7 separate regions of the Mus musculus genome follow, and regions 2, 3, 4, 5, 6 and 7 are each linked to region 1. The links are chromatin contacts, called in public ChIA-PET, HiCAR-type, HiChIP or PLAC-seq and promoter capture Hi-C maps. All regions are on one chromosome and are shown on one strand. The core of a region is the stretch at or near the end of the contact, and the rest is flanking DNA. Distances in the headings are between cores, read along the strand shown. Region 1 holds the start of Ifrd1 (interferon-related developmental regulator 1). Region 2 overlaps Dock4 (dedicator of cytokinesis 4). Region 3 overlaps Dock4 (dedicator of cytokinesis 4). Region 4 overlaps Dock4 (dedicator of cytokinesis 4). Region 5 overlaps Dock4 (dedicator of cytokinesis 4). Region 6 overlaps Dock4 (dedicator of cytokinesis 4). Region 7 overlaps Dock4 (dedicator of cytokinesis 4).

Region 1 (3,296 bases), core at 390-2,889:
CACAAGGGACTCAGTGGGGGCCTGTGTCCATGTCTGCGTCCCAGTTTGGTAGCCATGCTCTGTGCAGTTTACTTGTTCTTCAAGAGAACACAGAGTAAAGCAAACCTTGAACGTTGCTCTTCCAATCGAATCTTTGTGAACAGTCCATCTGTGATCGATCTGTAGGAACAGAGAGTGGCAGCAGAGCGTTACCAAGTCAAAGACTTGTGAGGACGAAGCTTCGTGAAGGTGATAGTGTTTGAGCTGGTCTTGATAGACAGAGATAATTCTTAAGATGAAGATGGGGGGTGGGTTAGGGCATTCATGAACAATGAAGTCAAAGTAACAAAAAGAGCCCTGTACTGGAAACGAAGACCAGTTGAGTTCAGGAGAAGAACAAGATATCTAGAAAGCAGTGAGAGAGGCTAGGTTAGGAGGACTGGCAGTCTGTGAGGTTCTGGAACAACTATAAACATAGGTGGATTAGTCAAACAAGACACTTGAGTAAATAATCAGCCTTCCTGGGCATGAAACATTGAAATGGGTGACCTGGTATGAACTGAAGCTATGTATGGCTAGAGATCAAGATACAGCCCTGAGTTTCATTTTAAAATCAATTGCTGGGGGGGGGGCACTATGAACAAACTGAATAAATTACGGTGAATAAATTACAGAATATGGGGGAAGATAATATATTAACTATTAAGAATATGGCAGTAAAGAAAAGGAGAGAAAAATTTAAGTTGGCTTAAGGTACAAGAGGGACATTAAGACGGAGAAAGACTTACTATCATCACTTGAAATAGAATGAAGCCGAGGTGAGAGGTGGAGTGCAGAGTGAGTCACTTGCACGAGTCAGTGAGTTTGTTCTGTCATATGGACAGTATAGGAACCTACTAGCAGCTCCTGAAAACAGGACTGGGTGTTGCGACACGGAAAACAGATCAACGGGAGCACCTTGAGAAAATAAACCCCTTTGCGACTGTTGATATAACTCATGTATGTTTTGCCAGCTGCGAACTTCTCATAAACTCTTATCCCAAACTGACCTCCAAACTGGCAGGTGGAATCAAGGTCACATCTTTGTAAGAAAATCTGAGACTGAATCATCAGTCTCGTTATTTGAGATATTAGTCTAGAATATGAGGTCCACGAACAATACAAGTTGAAGTAGCTGAAAGCATACTTTTTTTGGAGGGTGGGGAGCCCACGTCCCTAAACCCACAGGAGGGTATGGTTGTGCTTGGACAGGGGCCTCATATTAGCAGGGGAAAGGTTGTTACACGTGATCTTACAAGCTGACGTTCATCAAGCTGCATAACTGCCGCATGGCTCATCGCGGTGACTACCCGGGTGAATTCCAGGGCGGACGCCTCGTTGGGACGAGGTCACGACGCAATCGGACTGGGAGGAGCCCGGAGAAGGCCGCGCCCTCTCGCTAACTACATCTCCCAAAGCTCCACGCGGCCCTAAGGCATAGCAGCCCAGGCACCGAGGGCAGACTGAGGCTCTGGGAATGGGAGTCCGAATGCAGGCACCGCCCCAGTGGACGCCGCGGTGGGGAGATCTGCAGCGATTGGCCAGCGAGCGATGGAGGCCCGCCCACGCATGGTGACGACAAGCCGCCGTCTGGCTACTTAAGGCGTCGTGGTCTGGCCACCCCGCCTTCGCTCCCGCGCTAGAGAGAAACATGTATCGTTTCCGCTCGCAGCTCTTCACGGGGATTTCTGCTGCTGCTGCTGCCGCTTCTCACCCGCGCCGCTCCTCGCCTCTCTTGTTAGCCCGAGACTCGCCTCTCAGCCGCCCGCCGCACAGACGCACGAGTAGACAGTGCAGCTCCATCGGCTGATCCTCGCTGAGCTCCAAGTGTAGGCGGCACCGGGCGGCCCACGATGCCGAAGAACAAGAAGCGGAACGCTCCCCACCGCGGTGGCGGGGGTGGCGGCGGCTCCGGGGCAGCGACGTCGGCGGCCACGGCAGGTGAGGGGTGTCCCCACGCCCGGGAGCCGGCTGGCCGGCCGAACGGGAGACCCCGGCCTGGGGCGCGGTGGGACTTGTAGTTCGGTCTTCGCTTCGGACGCCCAAGTCTGCATAGCGCGTGGTACGGCTGAACTGCAGTTCCCATCATGCCCTGGGACTCGCGCTTCTTGAGCTGGCACGCGGGAGCAGTGCTGGAGCTCCGGCCCTGGGGGCGGGGAGAACTGGGACCTTGGGCCGGAGGGAGAGTCAGAATAAGGGTGACCAGGACTTGGCGTTCTTCCTAGACGTCGCTGCCTGCTGTCCGGTTCTTTATCGAGCTAGAGATGGGGCGGAGCGCCGGTGGCTTGCCGCTGTTGCGCTGCCTGTGGCGCTCCCTCCAACATGGAGTTCTCGGGAGTGTCAAACGTCCAGCGGGCTTGGACCGGCTTTTGCGTCACGAGGCCTGAGCTTTGCGTGATGGGGCCAGGGTGACGCAGAGGCACGAGTGGCTTCCATCCCGCTGTTTTCCTGCGCGTCTCGCAGGTCCTCTAAGGCGGGGTAGAGGCGTCGGAAGCCATGGCCACCGCCCCACCCTTAGCGTGGCTTCCACTCCTAACCCGGTACCTGCAGAAACCGGGAGCCCCCGCAGCCCTTGTGCTGCCAGCCTAGCGACCGCGTTCTCCTTTGTGCTGCATTCTATAGGTTCCATGCAGTGATAAGAGGTGGTGAGAAGCCGAGGTTGCAATTGGCTGGAAAGTTAGGGATAAGTTTTTTTTTTTTTTCCTTCCATGCTAAGACAAAGCTTTTTCTGGATGGTTAATTGCTGAACTGAATGTACGATTCTCTTAACATATGGTTGAGAAGAAAAAAAAATGATTGCAGCCGAAGGTCCCTTCTACAAGACTGCACACAAGACATAAGTCGAGTAGTATTGAAATGGGTAGTCATCTCACTAAGTAATTGTTAAGATTATGGAGTTGAATATTGGAATGCCCCCAGTCGTTCCACACCAAGATAATAGCCATTAGGTATTTGTTGACCTAGCTACTACTCTTTGATCATTCGAATGATATTAGAAAAGTAAATGACCAGTTTTCATGTTAAATATTGGAGACTGGCAATGCAAAAGTTTTCCTCCAGGGTCTGGAGAGCTGAAAGCTCTTGATCATGTGTTAGGTGATAACTGGCTGGGTATGGACTATTACAAATAGAAATGTATCTTTAGATATTTTTTCCCTTTCTCCTGAATGCGTGGTGAAATTCATTGTGAAGTTATGAAATACTGTTCATGTAACCTAGTTGTGGTTGAATCAAGGCTCCTGCTACTTCTGTTTAAGCTTTCCCTCCTGAATAAATAC
Region 2 (3,296 bases), core at 549-3,048, 480 kb before region 1:
TTATTGCTTGCTTTTGACATATTGAGACACTAGTATCACTATTCTTCCATTTGGGGACCAGCGGTAAGTACAATAAAGCTCAAAGGAACACAAGCACTGTGGTATCTCAGTAGCTGCAGGGATATTGCAGACAGCTTAGCATAAGGCAGGTACGGTACACAGCACAGATATATGGGCAAAGAAACAATTCATATCTCAAGTTGGACAAAGTGTTGTCTGAGCAAGATTTCTCTGAGCTACTGAAATGGGGTGTAACTTAAAATGGTGGAATGGTTTATTCTGGAATTTTCTACTTAGTATTTGATCAGAAGTAACTGACAGCACAGGAAACAAGCCTTCAGATAAGGGGCGACCACAGTTTCTTATGCATTTATTGTTCATCGATCTGCTCTCCCTCTCTCAGTAAATACCCTGTAAGAGGAGGAACCTTGCTCTGGGATGTGCTTCTAGCACCCAGTAAAGTGGGTGGCACCCAGTAGGTGTTCAATTTTATGACTAAATCAGTCATGTTATACTGATGAACAAGTACTATCACTTACACAGGACTATTTGAAGCTCCATGTAATAAAAATGATTACACTGGGCATTTACATTTGGTGGGACTGTGGGGATTTTTTTTTCTTTTTCCTGTGGCTAGTTCTTCTGAATTAAAATAACAACAGCAAAAACTGAACAAAACTGTGAACGATGTTTTAGGTACAAGGCTGGGAGTGCAGAAACCAAACAGATTTTATCTGCACTTTTTGTTTTGATTTGGTTTTTTGAGATTGGGTTTCTCTGTAGATCTCTGGCCATCATAGGACTAGCTCCGTAGGTCAGGCTGGCCCACTCATAGAGATCTGCCAACCTCTGCCACCTGAGTGCTGGTATTAAAGGCATTCAGCACCACCCCCTAGCTCTTCTGCATTGTTAAACCCCCTCATAAATCCAATTTACTGAGACGATTTGGCCAATTCTGAAAAAAAAAACATGCCATATCTCTGATGACAGGCACAGTCCCTCCACCTGATGTTCCGAGGAAGTGCATACTGCACCTCTAACAATGTGGTCCTTCTGTGTCGCTTGCTTGATATTCATTCTTCTCCCAGAGCAAGATTCTCTAGAACCTTGCCAATCACTCCTCAGGTAAGTGCTGACACGTCAGAGGCACAGACGTGTCAGAAAACCCCTAGTCTAGAGCTGGGGGAGGCAGAAAACCAGTTTGAAATGATAGAAAGGGAGCAAACAGATTGAAATAAGACTGAAGATATGACTAGTAATGTCCACAAGGACAAAGCTTGTTCTTGTCTTGAGCTGCTTAAATCTGCGAAATGAGATAATTACTTTATCTCGTATCAGCATCATCTAGAACTGCACAATGATGCAGGCATTACAGAAGTCAGCACAAACTTAAGCTTCACCGATGCTTTCCCGGTAGCTTCACATGCCCAGAAAATTCCAAGGGGGCTTCCCAGAGCTGAGTCAGCTCTGGGTAATACCAGGTCGGGATTGCCGAAGCCCACCAGAAAGTATAGTTTTTCTAAAGCTGTGTCTCCCGCTCCTGTTCAAATATTCTAGGTTGGAAGCGATGAGCCGCCAAATTACAGTGACTCCCTGGACTTCCTGTGTTTTCTTTCATGTCTTTGCTTTCAAAGCTTCTCTAGGAGTCAGGCCCCTCACTTCAGGGCCCCCCACTGCTTGCCTTCTTTCCTCCTTTGTCACCTTTTCTATAGATCTGCCCACAGTAAGTACAGGACTCACCCCAAGCCCACAGAGCCTCGGGGTCCACCCCCATACTTACTGGAACAATGCCGGAACTCAAAGCGGATGTGGGAGCCCCGGAATTTGTCCACAGGAATAGGAAGTTTCAGCAGCTCTGACCACCTGGGACTGTTGTTATGATAGAGCACAAAGGAGTGGTACTCACTAGCCGGTGGCTCTCCAGAGCCAAAGGAGATAAAATCCTAATGAAGAAACATGTGAGTTAAAGGCAGGTTCATTTAGACTCTTCCACAAACATCTTTCCAAGAGACATTACCTATCTTTTCTCTTCTTTTTCTGCCTTTGCTCTACCTAGTGAGGAGGAGACCAGTTCTGTTCTGAACCTGGTTCTCCATGGCTTGTTATTCTAAGTCTGGGATGTGATGTAAGAATTCAACTCCTGAAAACCACATTCCCAGCCCACTCAGGAGGCTCTTCCATGATCCGGAGGTGACTGTGATGGCCCAGTGCAACCTTTGGGACAGTGGTTCTCAACACGTGGGTGGCAGGACCTCCTCACAGGAGTTGCTTTAAGACCATCACAAAACACAGATATTTTACATTATGATGTAGCAATGAAAATAATTTTATGGTTGGGAGTCACCACAATATGAGGGATTGTATTAAAGGGTCACAGCATTAGGAAGGTTGAGAACCAGTGCTTTAGAAGAACAGGCAAACACACTGTGAAACTAGCTATGTTCAGAGAAAACACTTCTTCCAGAAGAGGTTCTGTTATTGTTTCCCCAAGTGTCAAGTAGTACCAGACTCTACTTTGGCTTAAAAAAAAAAAATTAAAAAAAACTAAACATGGTAGGCCTTTTGTAGTAGTTGTTGTTTGTTTGTTTTTCGAGACAGGGTTTCTGTGTGCCGCCTTGGCTGTCGGAATTCACTCTGTAGATCAGGCTGACCTCCTACTCAGAGCTGCTTATCTCTGCTTCCCAAGTGCTGGGATTAAAGGCCTGAGCCAGCAAGCTAAATAGGTTTGTTTGTTTGTTTCTTTTATTCTGCTTGGCTTTGTTGTTGTTGTTGTTTTTCCCCAATTGCCAGAACAAAAAAAAAAGTAAGAAAAAAATTAAATGATACTAAAATACTGTATTTAAGGAATGACTATTATAATAAAATTATTGGTATACATAGTCAGGAAAGTGAAAACACCGTTTCCATTTATATATATAGCATGTTCCATGTGTATATACATATATATATATATATATATATATATATATATATATATATATAGTATGTATACACATATACATATATATAGTATGTGAGTGTTCTGTTTAAATGTATGACTGTATGAGAGGAGAGCATCAGATGGTTGTGAGCCACCATGTGGGTGCTGGGAATTGAACTCAGGACCTCTGAGTGCTTTTAACCACTGAGCCATCTCTCTGGCCCCTTAATGAACTTTAAAAAATGAAAATAAAAAGCCTACATAGAGTTAGAAAAAAAAACACTGGCAACTGAGAAATTAAATGATCACAGGTAGAGATGAAGCCAAGCAAGGGTTGTCAGACCAACGGCCGTCCAGAATGAACATACCTTTAAGG
Region 3 (3,296 bases), core at 593-3,092, 430 kb before region 1:
TATTTTAATTTTTTGTTGTGGCACTTGGCTATAATCCAGTACCCTGGAAGCAGAGGCAGGAAGATCTCTAGAAGTTCAAGGCCAGCCTGGTGTACATACCAAGTTCCAGGCTAACTAGGACTACATAGTGAGACAACTCAAAAAAACGAATGAACCAACAAAATGCATACTGACTGCCATACCCTTATAGACCATACTATATAAAGGCGTAACTTAGAAACTATCCTTATTTTTCTCAACATTTTGAACCTAAGTAGAATACAAGGCTTGGGAAGATGTGGTTTTCTTTATGCCTTCTTGAGATGAGCACTTAGCCTTAGGTGGGGCTTGTTTGCTGGCTAAATGTATGAATGAGCAGACGTCAGTAACTGCACAGTAGTGGTGTGAAACGCCAGAGCCAAACTGCCATAAAGTAGACCCTCCCTGCTTAACTTAAGATCCAAGAGGTCCAACTGCTTAGGGGGTAACACCAGGCCTTTATCTGATGACTCCTATGTACTTTTATTTTCAGCATGACAGTGTTTGCAAATGGTGGCTCCCTGGAGACAGGGCTGAGAGCACAAGGTAACATGAAACAGCTCTTAGTGATGATGCACTCAGCACCCTGGCTCTCTCTTATTAAGAGCACATCCCCACCCCACTCCTGGAGGGGAAGGATGATAGCAAAGATTAAGGGACTAATGGCAGGATCTTTTAATGCTTTGCCTCAACAGGAAAGCAAAACTTAAAAGCTTCCTTTAAATGCATCACCACACACACACACACACACACACACACACACACACCCGGTATCAAGTATTCTGCAAGGTGCTGAGAAACTGAAGGGGAAGAGAGAGTAGAGGCACACCACTGGTCATCCCTTTGTGGATGCCAAATCCTTCTGCAACTGTAAATGGCACTGAATAAAGTCTTTGTGAAGTGCTTACTATGCGTGACAGAGGCTTATCCCATTCAGACTCCAGGAAAACTAAATTATTCTGAATGCCCTACAGGCGGCAACCTGGGTGTTCATGAAGAAAGACAGAGAAGACCATGATACTAGTGAGGGGAGGAGACTCACTAACCTGCCCCTGACTTAAAAGGCAGGATCGGGGAGACGAGGGCTTTCTGCTCACCTTGTACAAATAAAAATACTCCTCTACTTAAGAGCGTCAAGCTGTCTGCATAAGTGCAAGGCAAAAGAGAAGCCTACTCAAGTTCATGCACTCTGTGAGCTTCCGGTTTTCTGCAACTCTAGTTTTTCTAGTCATCTACTAAAGTTAAATAATTGGCATTATATTCTTATCATACAATGCTATAAAAAAGCTGAGTGGTTCCATGATACACAGTGTGTTCTAGATTTGGATAAAGCCTTTCCTTGCTCAGTTCTTTGTATTTGTATCCCCCTCCTGCCCCACCTCTGTTCCAGCAGCTTCCTTAGAGTCACTACCATTAAAGGCAACCAGTATGTGTGGGCCATTTTTTTTTTTTTATGTATAACACAAGAGTGAATGAGGGATAAACCACAGATGTGATTAATTCGGAGGTGACAACAACACCAATTCCCATGCACCTGCTGGAACAATCAGATGATGGAGAGGAGGGAGGTGGGAAGCAGTTGTGCTTGTCAACACAGGGCCCCGGGGAAGGTCTCTATGGGTCACTGCTGGACAGACACCCACAGTGAATCTGTGCCAACATGTCTAGACACAGCAGGAAATGCTCTGGGCCCGATAGAACGGCTGCCACTGTGCTGCCACAATTCAAGGAGGGGTTCTGAATGCCTCCTCTACCTATTTTAACTCTGTGCACTGCGTCCCTTGCTAGTCTGGCTGGGCCATTTTCCTTACACTGCTTTTCTTTGCTTTGGAAAGCTTACAAGTTTTAGTGAGCATTGTAATATGAAATTACAAAAACAGACCCAGGCCTACAATATGTCACAGTCAAAACAGTAAGTATTCCTAAATTATGTAAAAATGTAGATGGTGAACTTGTATGATCAGGCCATGGTAAGCTTCAAGTAATGCATCAAACAAGACATGTAGCACAGACAAGGGGAACTAAACCTGTAAAGGCTCTATTAACCTTGCTATGTAGTACTATACGCAGATAAAAGTAGTACCACTTTCTCTAAGCTCTTATATAATAATGTCTGCCGCTGAACAGGGTTACTGGAAGCTATGAAAGCAATTTCATAAGACTCTCCTCATCTGGAGACAGGATTTCCAACTTCCTTATTCCTGTTCCCACTGTGGTGTTTCAGGTTGTAATCCCCCTTCAGGCTTCTGGTTCCCATTTTTTGTGTACTCCTGGCTAACATAATATGCACTGCATATTACCTTTTTGCTAGAGGGTCTCTCTAAACTTTAAGTAACTGCAGTATCATAACTAAAACATCACCAATTTCTTGGAATGTGTGATTTCTATAAGAATACAAAGGTAGCCACCACGTACATCTAGTTAGGGTGATGTATACTTCCTCTTTGGGTTCAAAAATCCTCCTCCTCATAGCCAGGACGCACCAATAAACTCCTGGGTCCTGGGCAACATCCTATGCATTTAACATTCAAGAAATCCCTCCAGAAAGCACTGTTATCTTCATTAATTCCTACCAGTTAACAGCTGTAAGAGATGCGCAGTTAAGTGCCCAGGCTGATGTAGCAAAGTCAGAATTTCTACCCAGATTTCCTAACCACAGAGTGTGGCCACTTAGCCACAATGAAAGGGTGTACAAGACACAGGTGATGTGTGTCTCTCCCAGACAGAGAGAAAGTCATAGCCATTTTACAGTTAAAGGATCTGGATTTTTAAAATGCCTGTGCTTTATCTACTGCATTCAGTTCTCTCGCTCCCTTAAATGACAGAATTGGACTTAATAAGGCATAATTGTAGGCAAAAGAAAGCTTCTATAGAACCCTTTCAAGAAAAATGGGTTTAACCGCATGATAGTAGAAAAAGAAAATCTAACTTCAGAAAAGTATTCGAAAAAGGACTCATTAGAAAGTAAACTTTGCCAGGCGTGGTGGCGCACACCTTTAATCCCAGCACTCAGGAGGCAGAGACAGGCGTATTTCCGAGTTCGAGGCCTGCCTGGTCTACAAAGTGAGTTCCAGGACAGCCAAGGCTATACAGAGAAACCCTGTCTCGAAACACCAAAAAAAAAAAAAAAAAAGAAAAAAGAAAAGAAAGAAAGTAAACTTCATCATTGCAATTACTAGAATTAAGCACACCCTGCTGCTAATTTCTCACTTAGAAGCCCAAGCCAGCGGCTGATGTGTACGAGCAACTTTGCTGTAGCCAGTGACCAACAGGTGGTA
Region 4 (3,296 bases), core at 437-2,936, 400 kb before region 1:
ACAGGAGCCTTTGAGCTCTTTCATCCTTGATCACAAGGTAGGATGGAGGATGGGTGGCTGTTGCAAGAGTCAGGAGAGCCAGACTGGCTTCAGGTAAAGGCAGCAGGGACTTGTTCAGATGGCACCTGAAAGGGTGGCTTAGACTAAGACAATGTGCCTCCTCTGGAGGACAGCAGCCTACCATAACAGGTCCTGGGGAAAGCAATAGAGCCAAAGCACAAGACAAGGACTACAAAATAACTACTAGGAATATGTTCAAGGACCTTAATCAGGGTAAGAAACAATTTATCTTAATGAAGACTGTGATGACACAAACCATTGAAAGAAAACATCCAAGACATGAAAGTAGACTTTAACAAAGAAACAGAATCATTAAAGACAACCAAAACTGAAATAAAATGGAAAACAACTTAGGATGCTAAGTGAAACCCTCACAGAAAAATCAGCAGTACACTAAAGTTGTACCATAAGTCTTCTATATTGTAAAACTACTAAAGTTTTTCAAAGTATTAAAATAAATGACATACAGCACACTGTTATTACAGTAGGCCATTTAACATTTATCCAAATAGAGAAACCCAAGGTGTTTGTACCATATGGACTTGCTCATGTTTGTTCATTGAATGTTTTATAGAAGATGAATGTAAAAACCATCCATTTGACTAATATCTATGCAAACTTTTTGGTGAAATTAAAATTTAAATATATTATCTACTATGCTTTTGTTGCTGAAATAAAAAGTTGCTATTTACTGCTATTTGCATAAATATGTAATTTCTATCACAGAGCCTGTATATTTTGGCCATAAAATGAAAATTACAATTATAATTCACAGATGGCTCCTTGTGACATTGCCATCAGATACATGTGTCAAAATCTACCTTAACAACAATCATTTACTTATGTGCTAAGTACACAACACCAGGCAAGTTCTATTGTGATATTCTGTAGAAACTTATTTGATACACATTATTCTAACGGCTGATTCCAGTCCATTTAGAAGCAGACTGTAACATATTATAAATACTTAAGAAGTCCTTGGTGATCAATGACATCCATGCAATATATCAGTCAGACATGTCACATGTTCTGTTTGTGAAGCTAGTTATCTAAATATCATGCTGGAGAAATACACAAACAGTTTTTTTTAATACATAGATTTTAATTGAGTTTATGACTTTTGTGTTAGACCAGATTTGTGGCAATCTGTGACAGGACGTGACCGTAGGTCAAATAGAGAAATAATATATGAAGTTACACAAGGACCTAGTGTTATACTCACTTCAGAGAATAGATGGGCTTTTCCTGTCCTTACGCTTTGAGACAGAGTCTTATGGCCTTGCCTGGCATGGAACTCACTGTGTAGACCTGGTGAGCCTCGAACTCACAGAGACCTGCCTGACTCTGTCTTCTAAGTGCTGGAGTTAAATATGAACTACCACAGCCAGCTTTCTTTTTATTTGTTATTCCTGTGTGTATACAATGTGTGTAGGTCATACAAGTGCTGTGGCACACATACAGGGGTCAGGGGACAGCTCTGTGCAGTCCGTTGTCTTCTACCTTTGTGTGGCTTTGCAAGCTCAAGCTCAGGTTGTTGGGCTTGCCCAGGAAGTACTCTGTCTCCCCCACACCCTGCTGGCCACAGGCTTCCCTTCTCTATAACCAGTAGTAAATTAAGGAAGTTCTGGGCACTGAGGCTACATGACTCACCATGTTAGGGACTCTGCCTGGCATGATTCTCTAAACAGCAGGAAACCAAGAAGAACCAATTTCTCTGCTTAAGATTAAACAAGTTTCACAACTGGTAGACAATGAGAGGCCATAATACCCTAGCATGCTCCTGTGGCTCAGCACTCAGAAATGAGTTCCTTAATTGTCTCTATTTGCTGCCATAGTATCTCCTTATCAAACAACAAGGGCCACGGTTCGCTCTTCTGTAGTTGCTTTAGTAATACAATTACTAAGCCTTTCAATTCCAAGACAGCGGCTGTGGCAAAATCTTCCAACTATGAATGCAATTCATTCTTACCCTTTGTTCTTTACACAGGCATTTTTCAAGTGAACATAGCTGGAAGGAAATATACCCTGGAAGAGAAAACATGAAGGTTATGTTTCTAGCTATCTCTTAAAGCCAGTTGTTCATAAGAAGGATGTATTAAACAGTTACAACCATGACAATATCAGGAATAGAAAAACATCAGTACATTCTATGGGCTAAATAAAATGCAATGCAGCATGAATCATTATTTTCTAATACCAGTTACAACCATTGCACTTTTAGAGATTTTTTTGTAAATATAATTGAAAAAAAAATCAAATCTCACTCAGTAAATACATTCTTTTTGTTTATCTCTGCAAACAGAGTCTTGCAGTGTAACCTTGTCTAACCTGAAATTTATTATCTAGAGCAGGCTGACCTTAAACTTTTGGCTGTCTTACAGCTATGCTTTCTCAAAGCTGATGTACAGCTATGGGCCACCACTTTGGCCATCTAAACACGTATGCTTTTAATAAATCAGAAAATAAAAAATCCAATAATTCTACATAAAAACTGTGCTTTAAAAAAGAGGGGAAAACAGCACTGTACTGGCAGGTTTTGTGTGTCAACTTGACACCAGCTGGAGTTATCACAGAGAAAGGAGCCTCCCTTGAGGCAATGCCTCCATGAGATCCAGCTGTAAGACATTTTTTTCAATTAGTGATCAAGGGCCGGAGGGCTCCTTGTGGGTGGTGCCATCCCTGGGCTGGTGGTCCTGGGTTCTATAAGAAAGCAAGCTAAGCAAACCAGAGGAAACAATACAGTAAGCAGCCCCCTCCATGGCCTCTGCATCAACTCCTGCCCCCAAGTTCCTGTCCTGACTTCCTTTGGTAATGAACAGCAATGTGGAAGTGTAAGCTGAATTAATCCTTTTCCTTCCCAACTTGCTTCTTGGTCGTGATGTTTTGTGCAGGAATACAAACCCTGACTAAGACAAGCACCTATGATGTTGTTATTTGGCTATTGTTTGTGAGACATGGTCTCACACCACAGACCAACCAGCAAGGAATTCACTATGCTATCCAGGTTGGCTTTGAACTTTGCAATCCTTTCCCCTCAGCATCCCAAGTGAGAGGATTACAAACATGTAACATCGGACCAGGCTGCATGTTATGTTCCAATGAGTAATTTTAGCTTACAAGAGAGCTCTGTGAGAAAACATGCGTGCCATTGGTTCAATTCCTGGTATTTAAAAAAAAAACTTGGGACTGGAATGACAGCTCAGTGTTTAAAGGTACATATACTCAAGACCTGACTC
Region 5 (3,296 bases), core at 578-3,077, 390 kb before region 1:
ACATGTGATCCTTGAAAACTGGGATTTACCTGACTGACATTACCCAGGAGATTAATGGAATTCTGTTATTTCTGTGAAATAAGTTCTCTATGAAGCCTTTCAGCTCCCTCTCAATTATTATTATTTTAAACAGAACGCTATTAAATAAGGAAATGCTGTTAGTTTGTTGTGAAAACCTTAACTACAAGTTGAGGCAAAACTCACAAAAATTTAAGAGCTAACTCAGGGAACTGGAATGAAAATGAACATTACCAACTCAGCATTTATTAATTCTAAATGAACTTTTTGATTCTTCCTCAGGGTTTTCAGAGGACACCAAGTTTCACTGGAACCCTGCTCTCTGCTCTTCCCCTCCCCCAACTGTATAAACCAATGAAGCAATGGCTTCACTCCTTTTTCTCAATTGTGCATCTCAGCTAACTATCACAATCTGGAGTGTCAGTTTTCTAAAGAGTTGAACCACTTTAGAGAGACTTGTTAAAACTAACCCTATGCCCAAACAACCCCCTCCCACTGGCATCAAAATTAACACCTATAAATAGCCTTTGTCCTCTTTTGTGAAGGAAATCAGATAAGTTTGAAAATATTTTAAAAACAGACAATAGGGCTGGTGTTAGGGCTGAAAACAGTGGCTTATTTCACTGTATGTTAATTAGGAACAATCCATCTACTGCAGCTCTTTGGTTCAGAAGACAATTTGCATTTGTTTTTATTTTTTCTGACCATTAATTGAGGTAACTTCCTCTGTCTGTGAACTGAATTTGACAGTGTGAAAACCCTTGGAGTTCTATGTACAAAATGAGAACTTTCTGTATTCTAATTAGTGGGGACAAGGACCCAAATATTAATAAGATTTTAAAAGGTTAAACAATTTCAATTTTTAGAATGTAAATTTCCAATAATATAATCAATGTACAAAATTTGAAATGAAGGTGGGATGTATACTTCTCCAGTGTGTGGGAATTTACAGGCATTTCCCTTAACAGAATAGCAAATCTAACCTTTTAAACATGGCTGGAGGTACAGGGATGTAAGATAAGATGATACATAAAATATGACGTGCCTGGAAGATACCCCTTCAGTTAATGACTACAGCTAAATGTATATGAGGGCCTCCAGCATCAGTCAACAGTCAACATTAGTTAAGTCTTAGGAAACACTAACAGCTTGATAGCGAAAGTCATAGTTTCACTATTGATAGTACAGGTTAACATAGCAAATCCTAAAAATTAAAGCTTAATTTCTTTCTATATATAATGAATATATTAGGTATTTTTAAATATAAATGAAAGAATTTAAGCACTGGGTAGGAACTTTCAAAAGAAAGTGCTTTAAAATTCTAAAACTAGCATTTCCTTGTAAAATATAAGTAAAACAATAAATACCCTTGCTCTTAATCTACAATTAAATAAATATTAATAAACGACAATGAAGGTGCATCTTTTAAATGTAACTCATTTATTGTGTGTGCACTTCTATATGTGTGCACATAACAATGGCAATGCATATGGAAGTCAGAGGCAACTTTTGGAAGTAGTTCCTTCCCTTCTACCCCAGTTCTAGGACTTGAACTCTCATCAAGATTTTGCAATAAGAACCTTGACCTGCTGAGCTATCTCCGAGGTCCAGAGGTCTTTCTTCCACATTTTAAAATTAATCAAGTTTTAATTTCTTTCTCACACATTGAATAACTGTTCATTTAAAAATTGTTTTTATGAATCTAGAACAGCAAATTTGCTTACTAAAGAATGCCGCTTTAGTAAGTGTTGGACTAGAGAGATGGGTCAGCAGTTAGAGCTCTGACTGCTCTTCTGGAGAGTCCAGGCTCAGTTTCCTGTACCCACAGGGCAGCTCCGGAGGATCAAGCACTCTCACACAAACAGACATGAGAGACACAGAGTCACATCAAATGAAAATAAATAAATCATTTAAAAACACAGTATGTGCTCTACATTCCCCTTAAGCTGTAAGACTCTGGCCAGCCATGGCTTACTGGGGACTCCCTGAGTGAACGACACAGAACCGAGAATCAATGCAAAAAGCAAGAGGAATTTATTGTCCCAAAATGTTAGGGTTGCCCTACACATGAAAGACCCTGCACAACCTGTCCAGCAAGCCTTTATACAGTTCTCAAGGCAGCAGCCATTAGGCACAATGTGATCGGCAGAACGGTGTGACTTTTAAGCTGATTGGTCTATAGGGAATGATGTAGGTGGCCAATAGTCACAGAATGTGTCTATGAGCTCTGGGCCTCCCCTACCCACAGGTAGCAGGTGGTCTGGCTGGTGGTCAGTAAAGTCCTGTGGTTTGAGAATGTAATTAACCCCTCCCTTCTTGAGGGGGAAGGGTCTGGTGGAATTTTCTAAAGTTCCTGAGCTGGAACTTTCAAAACCATGGACAGCAGAAAGACCATTCAGCTTATTGAACTAAGTGATAAACCAGAATTATGTCACCTTATGCAGGAAAATCCTATTTCAAATATTTTCAAATTTCAAAAATTTGAGATGCGGAGATAAAAATACCAAACAGTGGAGGGAAAGACTTTCCTAGGCTGTATCTATTAGGTCACAAACCTGGGAGGAATGGCTGAGGTGCCTATCTAACATAGCAAGGCAGTCCTACTTCTAAGTTCTCCCAGCATTCCTCAGTCCCTGCCTGTAAGAAGGTATAGCTGGCATACCCGCCCTCTAACCTAAATTTCTGCAGGCAGTTGCTGGGCTGCCCTTTTTAAAAAGAATCCCATATTTGTTCCTACTGAATATTCAATGATAATCCAAGGAAAACCACAAGGCTTCAGCTGGGACATACTTTACTTGGTACTATTTGTGTCACGATGGTGTTATAAGCAGTCACAAGTGAGTTTACCTTCCCCTTTTTACATACATCTCCTCTCTTTCCTGGTCTCCCAGGAGAGATGCTGGAAGAATATACTTAACACATTACAATTACTTGCTGGATACATACGTATTAAACATCTGCCACAGACCTAGTAACTATTATACTAAGTACTACTGTATATAGTACTAAACACTGTTGTATGCATATACTCAGCCAGGAGCACCCACAAGCATAGTGTTCACAGTGATGCTGCATTGCAGATTATATTTGACAAGGGAGGAAATCTGGACCTAGACAAAGTAATTTACCTAGGTAACAAAGCTAGAAAGTTGCCTACTAGAAGGTTCAAACCTGGCTTAGCTGGTAGATGTCACAGTGGTAATAACTACTTCTTGGTAGGCAAATAGCACCAGGGAGGAGAAGAAGAACATAGAACAGACTTCTACATAGGTGGGTTC
Region 6 (3,296 bases), core at 253-2,752, 330 kb before region 1:
TATGTAGTTGACCTTGAGCTGGGTATTGTACTACAGTCAAGCAGCCAGCCACCCTGACAGGAGTTACTACCATGTGCACTTCAGAGAATGAAGACAGTATCCTGTGAAGAATACGAGGGAGCAGGATGCACAGCTTGGAAGCTATGGTCCATACACTACACAGCGCCAACCGAACATCATGAACACTTACGGAGGTTTCCATCACAAAATCACATTCTCATCTTTTCTCCTCAAAATGAGAGGAAAATTGAACATGCTGATATTCGAAGAAAATTACAGGTACTTCCTCCCTCAAAACACTTCCTTGAAGTAGATCTTCAGGGGTTACAGAAAACAATTTCAAATAGTGTTTAAACTATAAAATGATAAAACTGTAACTCTTTTACACAGAGGCAATATTAGTGCCTCTTTTCTTTTTTTCTTCATGAGTTTATTAGTTAGTTATTGCTGTGTAACAAACAAGCCCATAATTAAGCACATAGTTGATCAAATCTTGATGGCACTAAACTAAAAAGACTAGAGGTCAAAGCGGCCTACCATACAATAATTGGAGCAAAAAGAATAATGACAGCAATGGATTGAATATATTCAATATATGAAAATGTGTCAGTTTCTGATGAACCTTGTGGGGGATCTTTAATTACCTCTTACTGGGCAATGCTAGGACACTGACTCGTTACTCTCAAAGTTATAAATCTGAAGAAAGAAGCAAACAGCTTCCTGTCTGGCCTGCACAAAGTATATTTTACTATAGTCAGGCAGCAGACAGACAGGGCTGCTTTGCTATAGAAGTCTTCCAAATAACTGTAGAGAAAATAATCAACATAGTTTTCTAACTCCTGAGAGAAACAGCACACCACTCTATGACCATCGATGTAAAATCAAGTAGGGAAAAGCATATGGAGATTTTTGTAACAGATCGGGCTGAGAACACTTGGTGTTAGAACCTTCTGTCAATCATTGAATGAGGAAAAACAAAAAATTAGTCATCAATAAAGGGAGGCCAAAGGACACAAGGCCAAATGCTTCAAATGAGGAGAAGGCCACAGTCATTAGACCTAACACCCAACTCCTAAGAAACACAGGATATAGAAAAAGTAAGTAAAAGTGTAATAAGAAATAATAAAAAGGCAATCAGCCTCTTCATTCCTACACTAGAGTCTATTATGGGGGAGGGAGCCCAGAACACTGGGAAGATGGGCCATAACACCACAAAAGAGGTAAGAGATCGGAATTACCAGAAAGGGTACACTTAGGCTGCTGGATCTGTAATAGGGAGGGAACAGCTGCAGAACACACCCCAGAAAGAAAAAAAAAAAGAGGAAGAACATTTAAATGGACTGATAGCTCTACAATATTAATTCTTGAAATCACTCACAATGCTTGGAGTGATGACGGTGTGTTAATTAGGTTTAAAAGATAACTCTCGCTCTGCTTATGAGCTAATGACATGACATCTAGAATCTGCCTAATAAGGACTCCACTAGAAGGAAAATAGCCGTGCATGGAGTTGAGTAATACAACTGCAAACAATGGAGATTGATTCCTGAATATCATAAACTTTGTGCTATTTCTGTGTATATTTATGAACAAATTTCACATCAAAGTGAGAACAGAAATCCAGAAAAATCTACCCCACAGCAGTCAAAGCTCCTACATGTCTTCTCACGTTACAGAGATAAAAAGCACGACCAATGGGCTGGAGATTCCTCAGCAGTTCAGAGCACTGACTGCTCTTCTGGAGGTCCTGAGTTCAAACCCCAGCAACCACACAGTGGCTCACAACCATCTGTAATGAGATCGGATGCTCTCTTCTGGTGTGACTGAAAACAGTCACAGTGTCCTTAATATATATAATAAATAAATATAATATACATAATACTTTATATTGTATATAATATATAATATGAAATATTATGTATGTACATAATAAATAAAAAAATTTTTAAAAGCATGACAACTTAGGAAGGAAAAGCTTGATTTTATCTTACAACTTAAAGATAACAAGCAATCACTAAGGGAAGCCGGGGCAGGAACTAAGAAAGGCAGAAACCTGGAGGCAGGAACTGAAGCAGAGCTTTCAGAGGACGGCTTCTTACTAGCTTGCCCTCCATGGTTTGCTCAGTCGGCCTTCTCAGGACCACCTACCAAAAGTGGCAGGGAAAATAGTGGGCTGGGATCTCCCACGTCAATCAGCAATCAAGAAAAATGCCCTACAGATTTTCACACAGGCCAGTGTAACGGAAGCAATTCTTCAATTTAGGCTCTCTCTTCCCAAGTGACCATAGTTTCTGTCAAATTGACAAAAACTACCCGGCATATACATCTAAGGGCATCTAGCATCACTTCTGTGCCCGCCTTTCTCTCCTTGATCCCATTCTCATTATAGTACAGATGTAAGCTCGGGAGATATTGTGATCTATCACAAGAATCAAGAAGATCCACAGTTTGAAGCTATTAGAACTGACAGCGCCAAAAGTAATTTCCTTAATGAATACTTAGAATCCCCACCTTTTTCTTACTGGTGAAACCTAAGCCTGTGCATATGACACCAGTCCTTTCTACTGCAGCACTGCTGAAAACCTGACAAGTGCTAGGTTCCTATGAAAGAGATCAGGATGTAGTAACAGACAACTCTCTACATTCAACTCTGGCATGCCAACTGCAAATGAAATCAAGCTTGCAAGTCACACTTGGTTGATTCTGGCAGGGTTTGTGCTGAGTCCAAGCACACCAAACATGATGAACTTGGGAGCACAGTCAGAAAGATTGATTACACCAAGAAGAGACCGGGCTTTGCCACAGTATAGCCTATCATTAGTACCAGGAAGAGGAAAGCCAAAGAACACAGGAAGGGCTGAACCATCCAACAAGCAATGACAAACACCACCAAGGGAGGACAGAAGGAAGAGAAGGCAGGCAGGGATGGGACAGAATATGGATGAAGACGTTAGTTAACAGCAATGTCTTCTGAGCTCCAGGAAAAGGGGGTTATGTCAGAAATACAATGAAAACCCTCCAGATCCTGGCTCTGCCTTCCGTGTGCAGATATGGAGGCTTACCACACTGGGGCTGTGGTCAACTATTTCATCTTTAATGCTTTAAGATGTCAGTTTAGATGGTGTTTAAAATGATGGGCAAGAAGTCAGTATTGGAATGAAGCTTTTAATACATGGTATTCTTTAACTACAGACATTCAGGAAGGATTAGTAGATGCAGAAAATTCTAGGTAATACAAATTACTGTATGATAGATACAAAATGACTAAACATTTTAAAATGTAATTTTGGGTTCTG
Region 7 (3,296 bases), core at 392-2,891, 310 kb before region 1:
GCAAATCTGAAAGGCATTTTCTTGATTAATAATTAATGAAGGACAATCCAGCCTACTGGGGTTGTGCCATTCACTGGCAGGTAGCCCTGGGTTATAAGAAAGAAGGCAGAGCAAGCCATGAGGAGCAAGTCAGTAGGCAGCATTCCTTCATGCTCTGCACCATTCCCTTTTTCAAGGTTCTACCTTGAGTTCCTCCTACCCTGATGTCCCATCATGATGGTCTACAACTGTAAGCTAACATATAGTATCTCCTCTCCAAGTTGCTTTTGGTCATGGTCTTCATCACAATAGAAAATCAACTAAGACAGATTTGTAGTACATTTGTAAGAGAATAGGGTCTTCATAAATAGGAACTCATGCCATAGAAGGCCTAAAGAAGGAACTACCTACAAACCAAGATGCTGGCCCTCATTAGACTCTACATTTGCAGCACCTTTTCTGGGTTCCAGAAATACTTGCTGCTTAAGCTTCTAAGACTATATAGCATTTTTGTTAGAGCAATATGAATGATCTATAATATGTCATAAGGAATAACAGAGTTAATACATGCCCAAACACCTAGAAAGATGCCTTTAAACACGTCAAACATTCTCCATGTCAGAGATTAATATTTATGAATGGATTAACCCTTTAAAGCTCCCAACTCACACTAATGAAAATTGTAAGTTATTAATAAAATATGGAGCTTAAAAATATTTTAGGGCCAGGCAGTGGTGGCACATGCCTTTAATCCCAGCACTTGGGAGGCAGAGGCAGGCAGATTTCTGAGTTCGAGGCCAACCTGGTCTACAGAGGGAGTTCCAGGACAGCCAGGGCTATACAGAGAAACCCTGTCTCGAAAAAAAAAATTAGCATTTCCCACAAACCCACACAGATGCCACTGCCCATCTCTAGTTATACTGACTTAAGTACATGTTTGAATTTAAGTAGTACTGTATATAATCCACTTAAAAAACCTACAAAGTCATACTAGCCAGGTGGCTCCATGCTAAAGGCACCAAGCCTGGTCACCTGAGTTCAGTCCCCAGGACTGACTCTCACAAGCTGTCATCTGATGTCCACATCCATGGAGACAGAGAAACAGACAGACAGACAGACACACATATGAATAATATAAATAAGTTATATTTTTTTAAATCTACAAAGTTAACTCAAAATACATAAAAGTCTCATTTTTAGTTTTTTTTAATTAATTAATTAATTAATTAATTAATTATTTATTATAAATACATTGTAGCTGTATTCAGACACACCAGAAGAGGGCATCAGATCTCATCACAGATGGTTGTGAGCCACTATGTAGTTGCCAGGATTCGAACTCAGGACCTCTGGAAGAGCAGTCAGTGCTCTTAACCACTGAGATATCTCTCCAGCCCCTCATTTTTAGTTTTATGAACCCTATTTATTTTCTGCTGTAACAGGAAAAGATCGCGCTGTATTTAGTTTTATTCTGAATTCTCAAATCATAATCCCTAAACGTGGAGATAAAACAGAAAATCAGAACAAGACTGGGGGGAAAAAATCAAGGTTCAGGAGGAGTGGAAAGCGAACAGGAACTGGAGCTCACAGGAGAAAGCTAACCACACTTGCAGAGTCCCCTCCCCTCTTCTGGCTAGGCCCAGTCTCCTAAAACCCAGAGGAAAACCACAGTCTGGTTTCCTGGGCGGGGCAGAAACCCTATTCACTCAGAGGAACCAGAACTACAGTGTATTTCATGTGTCCATGAAAAGGCTCAGACTTGAGATAGTGAGGGCTGAGGAAAGATGATACGCATAGAAAATTTCAGAGTTACGTGTCACACTTGGAGCATCAAAGGAAGGCAGAAAAGACAGAAAGGCAGATGTCTATATGTCACTTGGAGACACACGGACAGAAAGCTGGGAATGGGTGGTGTGGGCTCCTATCCAGAGAAGCTGCTTACCCTGTAGGCTCAGTGTGCTTTCATCTAGAGCTGAACAGGAAGGCAGGGTGATTGTACACAGCTGGATAAGGAGGCAGGGTTACTGAAGTCAGAGAAAGGAGAAGGCAGAGTTTATGGTAGAGCAAGGAGACAGGTTTAGTGAACCTCCATAGGATCAGTCTCTTTAGGGGAACAGTCTGCAAAAGCTGTCAGTGCGCTCATTTGGTCCCCTGAGTGAAGTTCACCATCCCTCTGAGTCTCATGGGGTGGGGTGAAGCATGGCTGGGACAGGGGCTTTGCCATTCCTTTGGGGTTCTTGGCATGGCTGTGCCCCTGGCAACAGCGCACACATATTCAGGACTTCACCCACTCAGAGCTTCCTCCAGCCCCTAGAGTCACAAAACCACAAGTGTTCAAGAACATTCTTGAACCTTTTTTTTTCTGAGACCCTATCCTGTACATCAACATAAAACAGAGAATTGATCTGTAGTAAGAAAGCCACCTCACCCGCAGCAGAAATTCATCTAGAAATGACCCTCCCCAGGACTCTACAATACCCTACCTCACTCCCCAGTCTTCTCCCTGCTGACAACAGTGTGTCACAGGCTCTGCAAAGACATCCATTCTGGTTTTGCCTACAACAGTGGCAATCAGTGAACAGCGTCAGGTAAGTTAATCCTCCCTCAGTCTCACTGCAGGACCTGCACAGCAGACGTTCTACTGCTACCGTGTGGTCAGGACTTTGAACCGTGGCCCATGATGGCATTACCACTGCATTACTTTTGAGTGCACTGTAGAAAGAGAATGACTCTTTAAGGAGCCATGAGCTCCCCATTAGCAAGGTTATCATGACAGTAGGCACCTCTACAGTGAGATGGTACAAAAAGTAAATAAAAAAAATAAAGAACAAAACAAAAACACAAACCAACCAAGCAACCAACTGCAAACTTTTACAGCTTTTCTGAATGTATCCACAAGCCTCGGCTGGTGCAACTTAGCTCTCTGCAAGGGAAGTGTCAAAATTGAAAATTAATTGGCTGCGCCCCAGGTTCTGAGAATCAAAAGTGGGAATCTCTGCTCCCCACTCACCATTCCCTCTGTGGCATAACTTGACTACATAAGTATACAGCATTTCTTATGAGAAGGAAAAAAACCCAGATGACCTACTGTGTTTTACATTCGTGGTGAGCAATATAGAAAGAATATAAAAAATAAATGAGGCAGAGTTTTCAAAATGTTCTGATCTAGGGAGGAATACTAGATTATACAGAATAGTGTAGAATTCACCCAATGCTCGGTGGAAAAATTCTTATCATAGCAGTAAATGGGCTCAACCCAATGAGATCAGTAACACTGGAGGATGCTGGGTACAATGATAACTGCTCTAACAAGAAAG

Evidence for each region. Promoter capture Hi-C pulls out the DNA fragments that hold promoters and counts their contacts. ChIA-PET counts read pairs in DNA pulled down with a chosen protein or histone mark. HiCAR-type assays count read pairs that join an accessible place to other places. HiChIP or PLAC-seq counts read pairs in DNA pulled down with a chosen protein or histone mark.
Region 2: a contact with region 1 is called in a HiCAR-type map of embryonic stem cells, with 4 times the contacts expected there. The contact joins the enhancer-like site here to the promoter of Ifrd1 in region 1. A contact is called at or near these places in 7 of 39 promoter capture datasets (the 3T3-L1 cell line, the HPC-7 cell line, embryonic stem cells and 2 more), 1 of 15 datasets of contacts at CTCF or cohesin (the NIH/3T3 cell line), 1 of 484 Hi-C or Micro-C datasets (bone marrow-derived macrophages), 23 of 115 datasets of contacts at active chromatin or transcription factors (the 230-238 cell line, the SCID.adh cell line, T-cell acute lymphoblastic leukemia and 12 more) and 2 of 9 other capture datasets (adipose tissue and macrophages).
Region 3: a contact with region 1 is called in an H3K27ac HiChIP or PLAC-seq map of microglia, with 7 times the contacts expected there. The contact joins the enhancer-like site here to the promoter of Ifrd1 in region 1. A contact is called at or near these places in 6 of 39 promoter capture datasets (the C10 cell line, the HPC-7 cell line, the SN4741 cell line and 3 more), 1 of 484 Hi-C or Micro-C datasets (bone marrow-derived macrophages), 13 of 115 datasets of contacts at active chromatin or transcription factors (DN3 thymocytes, the SCID.adh cell line, embryonic fibroblasts and 6 more) and 1 of 9 other capture datasets (adipose tissue).
Region 4: a contact with region 1 is called in an H3K27ac HiChIP or PLAC-seq map of microglia, with 8 times the contacts expected there. The contact joins the enhancer-like site here to the promoter of Ifrd1 in region 1. A contact is called at or near these places in 6 of 39 promoter capture datasets (3T3-L1-derived adipocytes, the C10 cell line, the HPC-7 cell line and 2 more), 1 of 484 Hi-C or Micro-C datasets (bone marrow-derived macrophages), 4 of 115 datasets of contacts at active chromatin or transcription factors (SST interneurons, bone marrow-derived macrophages, embryonic fibroblasts and 1 more) and 3 of 9 other capture datasets (adipose tissue, liver and macrophages).
Region 5: a contact with region 1 is called in a promoter capture Hi-C map of liver. The contact joins the enhancer-like site here to the promoter of Ifrd1 in region 1. A contact is called at or near these places in 2 of 39 promoter capture datasets (the HPC-7 cell line and liver), 3 of 115 datasets of contacts at active chromatin or transcription factors (bone marrow-derived macrophages, embryonic fibroblasts and embryonic stem cells) and 1 of 9 other capture datasets (macrophages).
Region 6: a contact with region 1 is called in a promoter capture Hi-C map of liver. The contact joins the enhancer-like site here to the promoter of Ifrd1 in region 1. A contact is called at or near these places in 7 of 39 promoter capture datasets (the 3T3-L1 cell line, 3T3-L1-derived adipocytes, the C10 cell line and 4 more), 1 of 484 Hi-C or Micro-C datasets (LSK cells), 8 of 115 datasets of contacts at active chromatin or transcription factors (the SCID.adh cell line, bone marrow-derived macrophages, embryonic stem cells and 4 more) and 4 of 9 other capture datasets (adipose tissue, bone marrow-derived macrophages, liver and 1 more).
Region 7: an RNA polymerase II ChIA-PET map of memory CD8 T cells shows a contact between it and region 1, with 80 read pairs. The contact joins the enhancer-like site here to the promoter of Ifrd1 in region 1. A contact is called at or near these places in 7 of 39 promoter capture datasets (the 3T3-L1 cell line, the C10 cell line, the HPC-7 cell line and 4 more), 2 of 484 Hi-C or Micro-C datasets (CD4 T cells and LSK cells), 9 of 115 datasets of contacts at active chromatin or transcription factors (bone marrow-derived macrophages, effector CD8 T cells, hepatocytes and 6 more) and 4 of 9 other capture datasets (adipose tissue, liver, macrophages and 1 more).

The regions. Positions count from the first base shown.
Region 1 is chr12:40,221,532-40,224,827 of GRCm38.p6, reverse strand. It overlaps Ifrd1 (interferon-related developmental regulator 1), which reads left to right and starts at 1,639. Exons shown (of 12, transcript NM_013562.2): 1 at 1,639-1,959. The coding sequence starts at 1,872. It overlaps Mir1938 (microRNA 1938), which reads left to right and starts at 2,017; the gene lies at 2,017-2,116. Gm7008 (predicted gene 7008) reads right to left here and starts at 1,464. Exons shown (of 3, transcript NR_045157.1): 1 at 1,275-1,464; 2 at 106-159.
Region 2 is chr12:40,702,978-40,706,273 of GRCm38.p6, reverse strand. Dock4 (dedicator of cytokinesis 4) reads right to left here. Exons shown (of 53, transcript NM_172803.2): 14 at 3,289-3,296; 15 at 1,781-1,943. Among named protein-coding and RNA genes, the nearest start is that of Dock4, 260 kb to the right of the region's middle. Within about 2 kb of position 1,798, at least 5 of the 459 cell types and tissues checked have an H3K27ac peak or open chromatin away from gene starts, as enhancers often do. A contact at or near this core is called in embryonic stem cells, where this site is marked.
Region 3 is chr12:40,654,972-40,658,267 of GRCm38.p6, reverse strand. All of the region lies in intron 8 of Dock4 (dedicator of cytokinesis 4), which reads right to left. Among named protein-coding and RNA genes, the nearest start is that of Dock4, 210 kb to the right of the region's middle. Within about 2 kb of position 1,842, at least 16 of the 459 cell types and tissues checked have an H3K27ac peak or open chromatin away from gene starts, as enhancers often do. A contact at or near this core is called in microglia, where this site is marked.
Region 4 is chr12:40,625,126-40,628,421 of GRCm38.p6, reverse strand. It overlaps Dock4 (dedicator of cytokinesis 4), which reads right to left. Exons shown (of 53, transcript NM_172803.2): 4 at 2,030-2,085. Among named protein-coding and RNA genes, the nearest start is that of Dock4, 180 kb to the right of the region's middle. Within about 2 kb of position 1,686, at least 59 of the 459 cell types and tissues checked have an H3K27ac peak or open chromatin away from gene starts, as enhancers often do. A contact at or near this core is called in the HPC-7 cell line, bone marrow-derived macrophages, macrophages and 1 more, where this site is marked.
Region 5 is chr12:40,606,777-40,610,072 of GRCm38.p6, reverse strand. The region is part of intron 1 of Dock4 (dedicator of cytokinesis 4); the gene reads right to left. Among named protein-coding and RNA genes, the nearest start is that of Dock4, 160 kb to the right of the region's middle. Within about 2 kb of position 1,827, at least 11 of the 459 cell types and tissues checked have an H3K27ac peak or open chromatin away from gene starts, as enhancers often do. A contact at or near this core is called in liver, where this site is marked.
Region 6 is chr12:40,551,822-40,555,117 of GRCm38.p6, reverse strand. The region is part of intron 1 of Dock4 (dedicator of cytokinesis 4); the gene reads right to left. Among named protein-coding and RNA genes, the nearest start is that of Dock4, 110 kb to the right of the region's middle. Within about 2 kb of position 1,502, at least 6 of the 459 cell types and tissues checked have an H3K27ac peak or open chromatin away from gene starts, as enhancers often do. A contact at or near this core is called in hepatocytes and liver, where this site is marked.
Region 7 is chr12:40,534,791-40,538,086 of GRCm38.p6, reverse strand. The region is part of intron 1 of Dock4 (dedicator of cytokinesis 4); the gene reads right to left. Among named protein-coding and RNA genes, the nearest start is that of Dock4, 90 kb to the right of the region's middle. Within about 2 kb of position 1,641, at least 84 of the 459 cell types and tissues checked have an H3K27ac peak or open chromatin away from gene starts, as enhancers often do. A contact at or near this core is called in LSK cells, adipose tissue, bone marrow-derived macrophages and 3 more, where this site is marked.